2 separate regions of the Cricetulus griseus genome follow, and region 1 is linked to region 2. A link is a contact called in public Micro-C data. All regions are on one chromosome and are shown on one strand. Each heading gives the region's core, a stretch centred on a gene start, on an enhancer-like site or on the middle of the called end of the contact. The rest is flanking DNA. Distances are from core to core; before and after follow the strand shown. Region 1 overlaps Plxna2 (plexin-A2). Region 2 has its middle 97 kb from the start of Cd34.

Region 1 (5,597 bases), core at 2,740-5,239, 54 kb after region 2:
ATGTAAAGCCACTCCCTGTCTGGGGTCAGGGTCTACACCTGTGTAAGCTTATCCTGTCACAGAACAACACTATGATGCAGCTGTTCTGTCATTCCTTATCAGCTGCATTCTTCTCCACAGAGACTCATGTACAAAACAGCAGCATACCGCAATCCTTTCCATGGTCTTGTATTAAACTTCTCTGGAACTTTGGGGCCTTACCTTGCTCATTTGGGGGTTGGAGCACTTGACACAGTGTCCCCTCACATGGGGGTGGGTCACATCTATCTGGCCTATGTTAGCAATGGAATAGGCTTAAGGTAAGCAGCACTAATTGTATATTCCTTTGGTAAATCATGAAGAATTCGAGAGTAACTTTTTAATGAAATCTGAGCTTAAATGCTGGTGCTGCCTCTTATCTGCTGTGTGAATTTCAGACTCATTTTTTCTCCTCTGTGAAATGGAGCTGAGAAAACTTAACTTCATATAGTTGCTGTAAGAACTATAAATATATCAAAGCCAAGCATGTTAAATAAATATCTGCCCCCTGTTCAAACAGTTCATCCTGTGATACTGAGGTTTTTGTTTTCCTTAAACTGAACTGAGGCACTCTGATTGCATCTGAAAGGAATTCAGGAAGTTTCCTAATATTGCATGACACAGAGAAAAGGAACATGGCTTTGGGGGAAAATGGTGCAAAGACAGGGACAGTGCATCAGCTCAGGAAAGATGAACACAGGAATAGTTTTTCTCTGAAACCATAAGCTCTGCAGACCACCATGTAACCTGCCAAGGAATTTGTTCTTAATAGAGAATGCACAATTTAGATTCAAAGAAAAAGTAACAATTATCGACTGGGGAACAGTTGACAGCAACCAGAATTAAATACAACTGTGCCTCTCCAGACCACTCACACCCAAGCAGTTGTTATTTCTCTCCACATCACCAATTCGCCTTCCTTTGCAACTTGCTATTTTGGAAATATCATTTTTCCAATATAATTAATTACTTTATTTGCTCCCATGAAAAATGCACAAAACAAACTGGGACCAAGAAAAAAATCCCAAGGAATAGTATGTAGCTAAAACATGGCCTGTCTATTTCTTCAGTTTCCAATTTTGTACCTCTGAACTAATTGTAGTTACCCAAATAGCATCTCTGCTGAGAAAAGCCAAAGCTGCTTTCTGAAATGATCCTTTACCATGGAATCAATGTCTGGTCCCTACCTGGCTATGCCTTCCTCATATATTTGAGTATGCAGACATGTACACACTTCATGTGCTGCATGTGGCATGGCCCGTACTCCTGTCACTGACACCCATTTCTAGACCAATGTTGCCCCCTCCTCCCTCTCTCTCTCTCTCTCTCTCTCTCTCTCTCTCTCTCTCTCTCTCTCTCTCTCTCTCTCTCTCTCTCTCTCTCACACACACACACACACACACACACACACAGCCTTCCATTTCTCTCCACCAAAATATACCCTCTTCAGGAATTCATCCACAAGTACATTTCTTTCCTATGTCTCTGGCTGTCCCTTTCTCTTTTGGAAGTTGGGGACTTACCTCTGTGATTTGGGGGTTGGAGCATTTGACATTGTGGCTGGACCAGTCAAGCCAGGGGCTAGAAGTGCTGGGGCAGTGTTGGTGGAGGGTACATCTGTGCTCATCACTGCACCAGCCACACTCGAACTTGTGGTCAGCTTTGAGGCAGAGGCCACAGCTTTCCCGCTGGGCTGCACACTTGTAGAGATGTACTGCAAAGAGAGGAGGCTGTCATGGATAGGGCTGCAGAGGCTCACCACATACTCTCTGTTTGTAGATGCAACAGATCTGCCCCGACCATAGACAGCATCATTGCACGAGCAAAACATGGAGAATGAATAAGGTGACTAGGCAGTCATCTAGAGGTATAGCAGAAAATAATGGGTTAAAGGTTTCTGCTTCTAGACTGGATTATATCTCTGTTTTAACTGTCATTTCCCTACTTCCTAGCAGTGTGACAAAGTATTTTACTTCTCTGAATCTTGTTTGCATATCTCTAACCTGGAGATAATAGTTGGTTTAGGGCAACTTTGGATGAGATGTTGTATAGTGAGTCCTTGCCAATGCTTGTGATATACTAAATGCTATAATTCACACCTGTTATCTTCTCTTTGGACTCTAACAAAATTCTTAAGCTGCCACCTCTTGCAAATAAGAGAGGTGGGCTCATTTCTTCATCACAGGTAAAAATGAAGCCCCAAAGAGACATACTGACCCTCACAGCTTACTATGGGTGCCAGTCTCAAGCCTGAATCCTGATGTGAAGCTTGCTTTGCTGCTGGGTCCTCAAAGACAGGAATCTCAGTTGGCATCCTGGAAATTGTGTGTGTGTGTGTGAACAGTGTCAGCTGTGCTTAAAGAAAGTCCTGAAGGCCACAGTAGGAGGCATGCTAGAAAAGAAAGCATGGCACAGTCCTGTTCACAGCGTGTGTAGATGAAGAATGTATACCCAGAGAGGACAAACTAGTTCTTGACAGGTCACATGATCAATCTGCAAACCTTTTGCTTTGATTTTTCTCTAACTGACTTGGAAGCCCTAGAGGAACTAGTTATCAAGCATAGTTGTGGCATGAGCCCAGGGTTTGGTCCTTTCTTGTTAGTACTGGGAATTCAGAGAGCCAAGTGTATTCTCTAGATGCATGTAATCAGCTCATGGATTCAGCTTCTAAAAGTAGATACATCTGTATATGAATAGACTGATATTTGTTATCATTATTTAATAACTAGCATGCACAACTCTCTTCCCCACATATTCAATTATACATTGTAAGTCACCTAGAGATGATTTAGAGATTTGTAGTTAGGTGTAAATACTATGCCATTGGATGTGGGTATTCTGAGGGTTCCTAGAAAGAATTCCATGATGAATACTGAGCAATGGCTGAGAAAGTCACTTTTCATCTTTTCCAGCCAAGTTGTCCTAAGCTTTCATGGCCTGTCTGTGTGCCTCTACTGGAGGTTAGGTGCATGCCCCAGGGAAGAGACATTTTTCATTCTTCCACAGCACCCCCTGACACCTCTGTTCCATCCAATTTCCCTGTCCCAGCTTCATAGACCATTCAGCACCTTTAGTCCCTAGTACCGGTTCCTGTGGCCCTAAAGGTACAGGACAGGCAAAGGGAATCTGAAATTGTGCAAATACTTGTGAGGCCCTTATAAGTCTGGATCATGTAGTTTTTAGCCATGAGCTCCGCAAATCCTTAGCAAGACCTTAAGCAGTCGGCTTTCTTTCCTCTAGGGCTTGTGTGAAGACACTAGGATGTAGTCTAAACTAACATGGTTCAAGTAGAAGCACCAGCAGTGGAATCTGGTGTGCTGAGTTTGGGAACCTGAGTACTTAAACACAGCTTTCTCTGACACTAAGGATCTAGTAGACACATGTGTGAAGGCATGAGGAGGCTGCTTGTGTACCTACACAGCTGTGTAGATGTCAGGAGAGTCTGATGTACCAGTCTGGACCTTTCCCCCCAGGTTCTGAGTGCAACCTCTGGGATCTAGCTGATCTAACTTGGCAAGGAAAGTATCTTTTCTAGTGGTTAAAAAGATCTAGTCTAGGATTAAGCAAACACAACTACCAGTACGGAAGTCTGTCTTGCCATGTAGGCTGCCCAGGGGTTGCAGCAGGGGCTATGACAATTCCATTTACTTGAAGCATATTAGTATATAGGGCTCAGGATGGGGGAAGGGCTTCAAATCCCTCCCAGAGCCCAGCAACAATGGCAACAGGTCCTCATCTTGGCGTGCACTAACTTGCATGCCTTCTCTGAAATCAGACGGTCTTAGCCCTTACGATATGACTCAGTTTCACCATCTATAGGATGGGAATGATAATAGCATACATTTAAAGTTACTGAGGTAAGTAATAAAAACAATTCAAGTGAATTGCCTAATGAATGCCTTATGACTCATGTTCAGGAGGTGGGTCATTCTGAAGGGCTGCCCTGAGGGTAAGCCTGCCAGGACCTGCTTTCTGGATGAGTGTACTGAGAGCTTACAGGGTAGGAGCCACAGAGTTTCCCTCTTGTCCTAACCCAGCCCCCCTTACTGAGCTTCTTTGCTCCAGATGTGAGCCCACATTAGCACAGGGATACCTATCTAGTCTCAGGACTAGAGTTCAGACTTACAAGCCTTCTTTGTGCTGTAACAGTGATCAGGGATGAGAACAGGGGAAGGAGAGCCTGCATGAAAGCAATATCTCCATTTCTAGGGAAGTTGGCAGGACGCTCTGCCTGCTGTTCTCCTAGGTCAGGTTCCACAGACACTTCAAAGCTACTGGGAGCCAGAGAACAGTGCAGAAGAACGGGCAGCCGCCTGGCGGATGCTCTGGCTATAATAAAACAAGGCTCCCAACAGGACTCCTTTGATGGCTTCAAATGTTGCTTTAGGAGCCTCTGAAGAGCTCTGCTGGCAGAGGCAGTGTGCTATTCAAGGCACAGCAGCAGCCTGCTCTGATCTCTTCAACCCCAGCCTTTTCCAAGGTCATGCAAAGATCAAACTTGCACCCGGAAGCAGCTGCTTACCTTTCAGGTCCTGAGGGTTGTCAATGATGAAGTTGCCATTCCACACCACAGCAAAGTCCACTGCTAGGTTGCTGATGTCCATCCCATCATACTGGTACTGCAAGGAGAGCGCAAGAGCACATATCTCTCATGGCTCTTTGTTATAGGAAGCCAGAGGGCAAAGCAACTACTTATGTTGCCCAAACGGACCCTATGACACCTTGCCCCTGACTTGTAGTCAGTAAGGCCACCAGGAGCTAGCCTAAGCCTCTGACATAGCCTTTGGTACTTTCTGAAATCTGAAGAAGCTCAGGTTTCTGTCTCCACCCCTTCTCTTGCTGAATCCATCAGCTCTAAACACACTTGCTGAAGGCCCTCTCTGTGTACTGGTTGACACTGTATCTCAAAAGGAATGTTGCTCTCTCCCTACAACTGCCACCTGTGGTGATATATCACTTATGATTTATTAAAGCTTGCCTGAGGGTACAGAAAGCAAAGCTATCCACAAGCTATAGAGCCAGACAATGGTGACACACACTTTTTAATCCCAGCAGCCATACTAGCTAGCCATAGAACTAGGCAGTGGTGGCACACACCTTTCATCTCAGGACTCAAGAGACAAGCAGATGAATCTGTTAGTTCAAGGCTACACTGAGCTACATGAAATAGATCTAGCCCTACCACACAAAGGTGATCTCAGCACTTGGGATCACATGACTTTAATCTCAGCACTAGGGAGGAAAGGAAAAAGCAAAGGGCCTCATGTGGAGAGGACAGCCCTTTCAGTCTGAGGTAGAGGTAAGAGCTAGTGGCCGGCTGCTTTGCTTTTCTTATCTTCAACTTTAATCTTGAACCCCAGTATCAATCTCTGGGTTTCTACTAATTGTGTTATAGCCAACCTTTCAGCTTACCCTTGTTCATTCAGTCTAGTTCTCATTCATCTCCCTGTGCCCTTTCTTATGTTCCTTCTGGTCCCCCCAGCCCCAGTCTTGGGTTCTTGATATTACCATTTTCTGTCTTTAGTCTGGCACTTTCCAGGAACTACAAGCATTATTTCGCCGGTGCATTTGTTCTCTCC
Region 2 (5,002 bases), core at 1,902-4,401:
GAGTCAGGTTTAAATATTTGAGACTGTTCATCTGAACCAGAGCCCAGGTCATTTCACCACCCAGACAAGTGAAGTCAATAATCCTTACTGGGGTGGAAATGCTGCTGTCCATCTCTTCCTCTTTCTGACTACTGGACCAGTGTCCGTCCTGCTGAGTTCCACAGCAGAGCACGTGTTGGGAGAGCACGTGAATGTGTGGTAGGGTGGAAAACAGAAGTAAAGGCCTGGTTGGAATAAGGAAGTTGAAAACACATTGTGTAATAAAGAATCCTGTGGAGTTGGTTACTTCTGTCCAAGGCAGTGGCTAAGATGACAAAAATAAGCCAGAATTTTTTTTAAAAAAATACTCAGTTCCTGGATACTACTGATTATAATCTAAATTTACTGTCATTTTGGTCAACAAATTTTGTGCACGGTGTCACATTACTGCTCATGTAATCACTGTGAATTGGTTACACTGAACCTTTCTTTTCTACATTCTGAAGTTACTGTGTATTCAGAGAGCTTTATTAATGCAATTCTCCTCATTCAGACTTTTAATGGACTGTACATGGCATCCAAAAAATGTAACAATCCATAGCTTAATCGAAAGTCATATTGAGAGTTGCACTGAGTGGGCATGAGCAGACCAAAAACAAAAGATCTGGTGGTCATGGGGAGGGGAGATAGACTATTTCCTCTTAAATTACTTTATTATTATTTATTTCTGTTGCTGCCAGTGTGTATGTGTATGATGTGTGTAAATACATGTGTGTGCCAAGATACACACATGGAGGCCAGAAGATAGAGGCTTGTGTGGCAATGTGGCAAGTGCTTTTTTTTTTTTTAACCTGCTGAGTCATCTCACAGGTCTCACTTATTTTTTTTAATAATACAGTTTTTAAAAATGACCAAATCTGTTAAAAGAATAGATGAATTTGAGGCAAACTTTCTTATTATTTTTAAAATCCATTGTATATTGTTATGGCTCAGAGAGGTGCTCCCCTAGTAATCTAGAATTGTTGATGCACAGATTTACAAACTTGATAAGCAAGTGAAGTACTCAGGAAATTGCAGATGTAATTTAAGTAGTCATTAAACTGGACATTTGAAGGAAACTGGCTTCAGGAAATGAATTCAGCCTAGGAATTGCCATTCTCTCCTACTGAATTTTCTCTGAAGAGTTTTTGGTATTTTGGTTGTCTATGTTCTTATCTGTCTTCTACAGAACTCATAAAGCTGTAATGTCATGGAAGGCAATCTGATTTAAGAGGAGATTTGGGTTTGGGGGACATGGGAAATAGAAGAGTACAAATAGTTGCTCTTGGAACCTTCCTTTGAAGAAGATAGAGCCTGGGCTAGGGATTGAGGCACCTCAGTTCTGACCTTAGCTGTTTGTTTTTGCTTGTTTGTTTACTTGGCATTTTTCATGTTTTGAGATGCTTTTGAGACAGATGAGGAGTATCTGTGTGGTTTCGGGGCACTGAAGGTGGAGTCAACACTGTGAAGTATTGTTAAATATTAAGGAAGAAGTTGCTAGTTCTGTGGTGAGCATTCCATAGTCTTTATTGTAAACACCCCTTTGCTGCTGAAAATGAATGATTAAAACTTGCTGGTAGGATGTCTCTTTATAGGACCTGCCTTATGCCTGGCAGCCTTGAGTGTGAAACTGTCCTCAAGAAGCTCCTTTAAGGGCAACTGGATGAGCTGCCACCAGTTTTGGACATATTAAAATCACTCTGAGAAAACTAACACCACAGCTGAAAGTGAGTTCTGGTCATTGAGATGCAGAGCCAGGCTGTGATTAGGCAGTAACAGAAGCGAAGCTTACCGGGGCCACCCTATTGCTGTTGTGGAGAAGTAGCCGCATCTTCATAGCCATGATGGAGCAGAGAAACCTTGCTCTGGATTTGCATCCCAGTGAGGAGCAGAAGATGACTTAATGTTAGCAAGATGGGGATATGCTCCTAAGACAAGCTGTGCTATTGAACACAGTGCATTATTTCCATCCAGGCCCTGGATACAAATATACTAAAATATTAGGGGCTGCTGAGAACTGGGTTGAAAATCTCAAAAATTATTTATTTGAACTTGCAATCCAAATACTCAGGAATTCTTTTTTTTTTGACAAGAAAGGAAAAATTTTTACTTAATTGGGCTAAATACTGAGAAGCATTTCATCAGCAAGTTCAAAGGTGGATGATTCAGCAGTGACTAACAGCATTCTCTATGACAACAGTCATTCTGTAACTTAGTACCTTCTCAGGTATTCTAGGTAAAAGAATCATGAGTTCTGGGCCTGACTGGGATGCATGATCAAATCCTGTCTCCTTTTCTTTATTTGACTGTATAACTTTTCTACAACTCTAGCATACACTGCATATGTGCACATATAATTGTGTAAGAATATCTATATACAAATATGCTCTTGTTTCCAAACTCCTGTTTCATGAGTACCAGGTTCCTTTGTATGTATTGGCTGTCTGTACTAGACTGAAGGTAGAAGTCAGGGATACTCAGCTCACCTGAAAATCTTACTGGTCCTGTTATCTAAAAAGAAGGACTAGAAACTTCTATGTGCTCTTGGTTGGGGCAGGTTCTTGAGTTGTTCTCATTTAATGTGTCTCACCAATAAGAGGGGGAAAATTTCAAACACCATTAGATTGCAGGATAAAAACAGGAAAATAAGAGTAGAAGGGAGGGGGCTTATCACCCTCAGTTTAGATGGAGTCCAAAGATTTCTTCCCCTTAACGTGATTACGGAACTAGAAGTTCTCCTGCTTCTGTGCTCTGTCTTCTCTGTTCCACACCCCCAGTCAAGGGCTGTCTTCATATTCCTTCCCTGGACTGGGTCTTACAACACTCACCGTCTAGTATCTTCCACTTTTAATTTCTGAAGCAGAAATGAAGTCACTACCTTTCAATGCCTAGCTGAAAGTCCCAAAAGTCTTTCAGGATCATCCCAAGAGCAGTGGGAGCAAGGGCCATGTTTCTGCCATCCTCATTTCACCCTAGCACTTAACCCACGAGTGAGTGTTCTTTTAGGGAGGGCTGGTCTTAGGGAGTCTGTTTTCAGAACTCACTCTGGAAAAGAGCCTCAACCCCTGAAGTCCTTGGCTGCCCAGCTTCCCTGGAGCAAGCTGTGTTTTGAGGTTCTGGGGCTAGGGGGCAGTGTTTACCCACTGGTATGACTGGTGCAGATGGTGCGTGCAAGTGTATGGTGAAGATGGATAAGCTCTGACTCTATGGCATTTTCTTATCAAAATAACTCAGTTGCTCTTTCTGAGTATCTGCTTCTTATACACTCCCAAGGTTGTTCTGTACCTACAGGCCTAAAGAACTGTATTTGAAGAGTTAAGCAGATTTTTTATATCCAGTAATCTTTATTTATATATAACAACAGTACAAATTGTGTCCTTGGCTTGCAAAATAGGAGTTTCATATTTACAATAGGTACATGATAATATATTAGATAACAAAACCCCGCTTTATTGGAACATTTTAAATACTTCATTTTATTATTATTTCTTAACACCTGTAAAAACAACAAAATCAGACAATCAGCATTGTACTTTCTTAAAAATAGATATAATACAGATTCCAGTGTGTCACGGGGAGGGATTTGAGTAGGAGGAGGGGATGAGGAGAGGCATCTGGGATCAGGGTCCTCATGTGCCTGTATAAAGAGCTTGTCCCTTTCTCTCCCATACATTCAGGAACTTTGGTCCTGTTTGGTGGGGACCACACTTCCTTATGCCTGGATGCCAAAATGGAGACCAAGAATGTCAAAGTGATGACATGGACTGAGTTCTAGAAGAAGCTTCTCACTTCCTCCATTGGGGCCCTATGGTGCAGGCAGCACAGAGGCAGGGAGGAGGCAGCTCAGTCTGGAGAGATGGTATGGGGAGGAGAGTGAGTTTTGAGTCTGTGCAAGGCAGGAGAATGTCTAGTTTGCTTATTGTATTGAGGCCTGTCCGACAGGCCTTGATCATCTCTCAGGACATTCCCTGGACTAGTTAGAAAGTGCCAACAGAAACTTTACCCTTCATTATAAGCATCATTGGGCCTCAGATGCTAAATCTTCACTGTAGGGAATGAGCAGAAAAGATAAAAGAAAAAGAGATGTGGAGTTATGAATACGACGCCACAGTCTTCTCCAAGAACATTCCGGAGACAAGGATCAGGAGGACCTGACCATCTACTCCCAGGCCTCCTCCTGGGACATCATAAGACCTTCCCCATGTCCTGGGTCCCTGAAGCCACTTTGCATTTCTTCACCCTCATAGCCCGCTGTGTCGCAATTCTTCCCTGTTTGTGTCCAGACTGCAGGACTCTTAGCCAGGACACGATGTGGTTGGAACCCTTTTTAGAGTAGCTGCAGGCTTATTACCAGGCAGCACATGAGATAATGGATGCGGCAGTTGTGCGGTACCTGGAACTGGGTGGCTAGGAGTTTCCAGCCTTCTGTGTTTGTGTCAGACCACTTGCACAGACACCATTGCTTTTAATCATTTTGGTGGAAATGAAAGGAGAGGTTCGTAAGCAACAAAGCTGTGCAGACTAAAGAGCTGATGGCAGTAGAAATGAGAGCATTGCTGGTGGCCTGCTTCCAGGATGAGGTAAGGTGTCTGTGTGGATCAGCCTTCTTGCTTCCTGGCACCTCATTTCCTATGCACCTGGTGATTTCTTCTGGTGAAGGTGGCAGAACTAGCAGCTTGGAGAAAATGCATTTGCTGGGAGAAGGACCTTCTTGATCTTGGTCACCCTCATTTCCAGAACCTCTAAGGGCCTGGCAGATGATTACTACTTATGAACCTTTTCCAAATGAATGAGCACAGGACACAGTTCCTCCTTCTGTGACAGCACAGTGTGCCCATGACTTGAAATGGCCGCACTCTGTAAAGAGAGGATGGATCAGAAGTGGTTTTGATATTCAAACCACAGAAAGAGGTAGAACATCAGACACAGAAGTGCCTGACCCACACAGAGGGCAGGAGGTAGTGCCAGATCCAGTTGAAGGACA

The links. Hi-C and Micro-C count contacts between places; a contact is called where the count stands out from the background.
Region 1: a contact with region 2 is called in a Micro-C map of the CHO-K1 cell line, with 3 times the contacts expected there. The contact joins two enhancer-like sites. A contact is called at or near these places in 5 of 8 Hi-C or Micro-C datasets (the CHL-YN cell line, the CHO-K1 cell line, fibroblasts and 1 more).

Annotation. Positions count from the first base shown.
Region 1 is chr5:510,597-516,193 of CriGri-PICRH-1.0, forward strand. It overlaps Plxna2 (plexin-A2), which reads right to left. Exons shown (of 32, transcript XM_027416566.2): 11 at 4,541-4,637; 12 at 1,542-1,732. Among named protein-coding and RNA genes, the nearest start is that of Plxna2, 150 kb to the right of the region's middle. Within about 2 kb of position 3,990, at least 2 of the 6 cell types and tissues checked have open chromatin away from gene starts, as enhancers often do. A contact at or near this core is called in the CHO-K1 cell line, where this site is marked.
Region 2 is chr5:457,275-462,276 of CriGri-PICRH-1.0, forward strand. No RefSeq gene overlaps it. Among named protein-coding and RNA genes, the nearest start is that of Cd34, 97 kb to the left of the region's middle. Within about 2 kb of position 3,152, at least 2 of the 6 cell types and tissues checked have open chromatin away from gene starts, as enhancers often do. A contact at or near this core is called in the CHO-K1 cell line, where this site is marked.